2 separate regions of the Anser cygnoides genome follow, and region 1 is linked to region 2. The links are chromatin contacts, called in public Hi-C maps. All regions are on one chromosome and are shown on one strand. Each heading gives the region's core, a stretch centred on a gene start, on an enhancer-like site or on the middle of the called end of the contact. The rest is flanking DNA. Distances are from core to core; before and after follow the strand shown.

What was found. A called contact is a pair of places that touch in the nucleus more often than the background predicts.
Region 1: a Hi-C map of liver shows a contact between it and region 2, with 2.8 times the contacts expected there. The contact joins the promoter of EMC7 here to the promoter of FMN1 in region 2. A contact is called at or near these places in 3 of 7 Hi-C or Micro-C datasets (granulosa cells and liver).

What each region holds. Positions count from the first base shown.
Region 1 is chr5:27,407,444-27,410,259 of Taihu_goose_T2T_genome, reverse strand. EMC7 (ER membrane protein complex subunit 7) reads left to right here and starts at 1,480. Exons shown (of 5, transcript XM_048058709.2): 1 at 1,480-1,937. The coding sequence starts at 1,678.
Region 2 is chr5:26,949,391-26,952,156 of Taihu_goose_T2T_genome, reverse strand. FMN1 (formin 1) reads left to right here and starts at 1,309. Exons shown (of 17, transcript XM_048058754.2): 1 at 1,309-2,766. The coding sequence starts at 2,419.

The sequences.
Region 1 (2,816 bases), core at 231-2,730, 460 kb before region 2:
CAGTTTGTTAGCTGGGTGATACAGAGAGAAGCTTCTTGGATTAAATGGAGTGTGAAATAACAAATGTGATTTTCTTTTATTTGGGTTCACCAGGCTTTAAACTTAATTAACTGTATTATCTAAACTATAAAAATAAATTATTTAGCTCTTTATGTTTGGTACTTACAAATCTATGGTTGAAGAACTCCTTAAAACTAGGGGGTAGGACCACTCTATGTGGTCTGAGAGCAACCCAATACAGCTCCTCAAAGATATCTAAGAAGTAATATTTCTACATAACTGCATATAAAAACTAGTAATATGAGATGTCTGTATGAAACGATGTCTTTCTGGTGTTATACTGGAAATAGTACTGTTTCCATCTTTCCTTAACACAAATCCTACCATTTGGTGATTTTAAGTACCTCTTTTATTAACAAAATCTTTAAAAAGTGACAATGAAAGTGATGTAATTTAGAGAAGCTACTTTCTAACATCAATTTCTAGAATTCTTACGTTTTTACCTCCAAAACTGCTAGTGTTCTTAGATTTTGTGATTTTATGTAACAGAAAAACCTCTTTAATCTTCCTAGTTATCCAAAACAGAAATATGCAGCTCAAAGATAGAGCTGGAGAAATAATTCACATTATTCCACTCACATGGAGTGACATTTCAGAATCATGTCTGGCGTAATACAGTGTTTTCATGGAGTATCAGCTGAGGGCCAGGCTCATAATCTCTGAAGGTAATCATGCTTAATAATTAAATAATATTTCTAATGTGTTCAGTGATTAACTCTGACATTAAGTAACACAGGTAAAAGAGGCAGGTGTAGGCACAACGTGACGGTGAGTAAGCATGACATAATAGGACATGCTATGCAAAGGGGAAATGGGGGCAAGCTGGGTATTACAGCATATTCTTGGCTTCTCCACTGAAACTGCTCACAAACTATGAGCGCTTTGTGCTAGGGCACTGTCAGCGAGCTTCTGCTCAGCATCAGAAACAAACCACGTTGATATACGGTGGGTTGAAGGAAGACGCTTGAGGCCTTGATTTAGTGACAGATCTTCTCTTGCTTTTGAAAGCTTTTATGTAATATTTTCCTGGGGGAGGGGTGCTTGATTCAAGTGATAACAGAATTTAACTTAAAACTAAAATGTGTTAATTCTAGATAGACCCGTCTGCAACTGAAGATGCACCCACGCAGTACGTATTTGCTTATGTTTTTTTACTTCACATCTGTGTCCTGCCACATTTTCAGTAGCAAATCATCTTAGCTTTTTACTCATAGACTGGAAAAGAAAAATAAATAAATAAATAAATAAAAAGAGGCTGCGGGGCCACCCTCGCCGCAGCGACGTACGGCTCTGCCGGCCGCTGTGGGCAGGGTGTGAGGGCGCCTCAGACGGAGCCCGCCCTGGAGGCGGTGCTGACTGAGGGGACAGCGCCCTCCCCCCTGCCCCACCCCCTGCGCGCAACCAGCAGCTCGCTCGCTCCTATTGGTCAGTGCTCCTGACGCCAAGTGCCGGCGCCTCACCCTCCCGTGTGCGCAAGCGCGCGGCGTCCGCCCTTTTTCCCCGCCGTTCGTTGCGCACGCGCAGCGGGCTGAACGCCCGGCTCTCTGTGCGGGTAGCCTTAGGGGCGCGTCGCGTCGCGTCGCGCTCGGCGCATGCGCCGTGGCGGCGGCGGCGGCCATGGCGGCGGCGGCGATGGCGGCACCGGCGGCCATGTCGGGCGCGGTGCCGCTGGCGCTGCTGTGGCTGTTGGCGTCGCCGCTCCTCCGCGGCGCCGGGGGCTCGGAGGCGGTCGGGGCAGCGGAGCCGGCGGGAGGCGCGGGCCCCGGGGAGCGGTTTAAGATCGAGGGCCGGGCCGTGGTGCCGGGGGTGAAGCCCCAGGACTGGATCGCGGGGGCCCGGGTGCTCGTGGACGGGGAGGAGCACGTCGGCTTCCTCAAGTGAGCGGCGGGGGCAAGGGGAGGGCCGGGGGCCGGCCGCAGCATGGCGGCGGCGGGGCCCGGAGCGGCCTCCCCGGCGCTGTCGGGGGCCTCGGGCCTCCTGGCGCGGCTGCTGCCCGCCGCCGGGGCTTGGGCTGCGGCCGCTGGTCGGGGACTGAGGCCGTTGGCTGCTGAGGTATCAGAGGTTGGAACAGTTCAGGTGTAAAGAGCACCTCGGTGTTTAATTCAGATGCATCGAGGCACTACAGGGATTGCTCTGAACTGTTGTGAACACAGATTCTGCAACCTCTTAAACGCCCTGTTTTAAGCATTTATTATTCACTATGCAGAAATGTTTGTGGTGGAAGGTTGCAGCTGTAGTTATACATTACAGCGCCTGTAAGAAGCCTTTCAACTGTACGAAGGAAAGGTATTTAAAAGTGTATTTATAGCATGTATGTCCTTCATACAAGATGGTGCAGTCACACTTGGAAGCTATAAAACATCACCTTACCTCACTCAGTTCAGGTAACAGTAGATATATCCAGATCACTTAAAGATCTGGAGATACTCAGACATAGAAAGTGTTCTCAGGACTAAAAGTTAAATTATTTTTTTTTAATTAAACATATTTTTTTAATTAAATAAGTTTTAACAGTAAACACTAATTTTAAAATCTGTGTTTTTAATGCAGTATAATGCATTTGCTTCTTTAAGTCATGTATTAGGTTAAGAAGGTTTACATGGAATTAAAGATATACGAAGTCATTAATACCGGTCACTTCTAATTATTCCCTCTGTAGTAAAAGTTGAACTGAACTTTGACCTTGGGAACTGCCTATAGGCTAACATAACAAATTTTGCTTTGCAAAGCTAATAGAATCTTGTTATGTAGCACCT
Region 2 (2,766 bases), core at 60-2,559:
TATTTTCAGTAACCTGCTTACAGACAATATGCATAAGACTGTTACAGTTTGGTCACCCTAGATCATTACACATAAGTTTTATTCTATCTAAGTGTAGGTGTAGTGTTGTCACCGACACCTGCTGTCACCCGTTGTATTTTGGCACTATCTAGTAAGTATGTTTAGTTTAAAATACAGCTACATGAGCAACTTCATAGAAGGTTTTTGATCACTGAGCAACCAAACTACTTTTGAAAAATACAATACTGTTTATCCATCATAAGTTAACCATATCTCAAATAAATATGCATATAAAATATGCCAAGCATAACCACAGAAGTTATCAGGACAATAGTAATTGTTGTTTGAACAATTATCCCGTGGTTGAATATAAAAATAGGTATAAATTTAAATGTAATGAGTAGAAAATTTTGGTTCAGTAGGGTCAATCTTGCCCAATATTTTGTCATAAATTGAAGTTTAAAATTGCTGTAGACTTGCCTTAGAGAAGTCTGGTCTTGGAAGAAATTCTCACCAGTGCTGAGACAGCTTCCTGCCACTCGTCTTACTAACACAGGATTGTAAGAGAAAGTTGGCACAGGGAGTGAAAAAGACTTTCCTTATGCAGCACTTCCTTTTATGATATTGGTCTATATAAAGCCTAGAAAACAGGGGCAGTAAGTCATGGCTTATTGGGACATTCCTTCCCTTTGCCCCTGATGATTAAGCACAGCAGAGTTGCAAGTCCAGAGCTTTCTGCGTGCAGGAAATGGCAGATAGGAAGGCAGATAATGTTGTTCTACGCTTAAATCACAAGTGAAGGTGGGAGTGATTCCAGTACCCTTTGTCTATAGGTATGTATGCAACTTTGTAACTGAAAAGGTGTCAGTAGGCATTGTCTAAGCCCTTCCGTATTACAATCTGATTTCAGGGAAACTTGCTTCCTGCAGTAGATACCAATGACTTTCGCTGTTGACTTTATGACGACTTTACTTTCTATAGTATCCTTAAAGGGAAACACATGCTTTTTGTACATAAACACTAAACCAAAACATAAGTATGTTGGCATACATAGCTGTTGCTTGTTGTCTGTAGCATTCAGCTTTTCAGTAAGTGCTTTCCTGTAATGCGATACAATGGTGCCAAGCACAGTTGATCTGCCTGGGAAGGCCGGCTTTCAGCCTGGTGTTTACACAAGGCTACTCAGCACAGCTGAACGGCTGACTGCAGAATGACCCCTCCGCAACAAAAATCAGAGTACTGTCTTTGAATTTCTAACATACCGATGTGGAAATCTGAGTAAAGTAACTTCTTAAAGGCAGGGGGATAAGACGATTAGAAATTCTTGCAGATCTGCAGTCTCTGTAGATCCAAAAATAGGAAAAGTGAAGACTTTTGATGGGAACCTGACCTGAACATTAATGACTTCCTGAATTTCAACTGTGCCTAAGTATTTTGCACTTTCATGTGTGTTAAGAAACATATGTAAAGAGAGTCCCTGACAGCTTCTCTGAATGCCGAGTTATGCGGACGTGAAGATTTCCTTCAAGTACACTCACCAGTGTTAACTAAACAATCTTACCCGCGCACCGCACGGGAGCAAGTTACCAAAGAAGAAGAGAAAGGTGTGAGCAGAGGGGGTCCTTTCGCAGCAGTCCCGGCCCGGGGGCGGCGCAGTGCCCGCTCCTGAGCGGCTGCGGGCTCCGGGTGCGGGCTCCGGGTGCGGGCTCCGGGTCCCGTCCGGCCCCGTCCCGGCGGCGGCTCGGGGGCGCTGGGCGCGGTGCCCGGCGGTGCTCGGCGCAGCAGGGCGGGAGTAACGCGAAACCAGGCGCGCTGGTTTTTGCCCGTGGCCCCGCGGGCTGCGATCTGCATTCCGGATGAAACCTGCAGCAAATCGGAAGGCAGGCTCGCTCTCGCTTTTTTTTTTTTTTTTTTTTTTTTTTTTTTTCCATCGTCCCCCCTTTGGATTCGACTTCTCGGGCGGTCGCCGGGGCTCGCTTTGGGCAGCCGCGACCTGGAGCTCCGCACGGCAGCACCAGCGGGGAGCTTCGGGCTGACTCGGGCTTGACTTCGTTATGGGTGTAGGGCGGTGGACCCCGACCCCAGCGGAAGGGCCGTGCCGAGGCGTCCCGCGGGCGTTCAGCGCCGGGCCAGGCGCCCCGCTCGGCTCCCGCCCCGAGGAGGCAGAGCCCGGCCGCCGCCCGGCCGCCCCGCGCGTCTAGGCGCCCCGCACCGCCACCCCGCTCCGCCTGCCGTGCCCCAGAGCCCTTGGTGCCAGGGACCGGGCCCCGCGGCCGCCGAGGACTCGCCGCGTGTCCCCGCGGGCCCCATGGGCGCCGCGGCCGCCGGGCGGAAGCAGCCGCAGCGGGGCCGGGCCGCTGCCTGCCCGCGCCGGGCCCGCGCCCCTCCGCCGCTGCCCTGACCCCGCCGGGGCCCGGCATGGAGGGAGCGGGCGCGGGGCCGCCGAGCCCGGCAGAAGGCGCTTGCACCACTTTTTCCGTGAAGACGCGATTCGGACTGACGGCCAGGTTGGAGCCGGCTGCCGCCGAGGAAGGGACGGTGCTCAGAGGCTTCCAGCCCTTGCGCGGCAGCCCGGACGGCCGTGCCGAGGAGCCCCGCGAGGGGAGCGCTGGCGACGGCTCCGAAGAGCCGGGTGTCCCCGCCGGGCCGATGGCTGGCAGCCGGCCCGAGCCGCAGCCTGAAGCCCCCGAGCTTGGCCAGCGGCCCCCTCGCCGCCTGGGGTCGGCGCAGAGCTCTCCGGCCGAGTCCGACGGCGACGACAAGGAT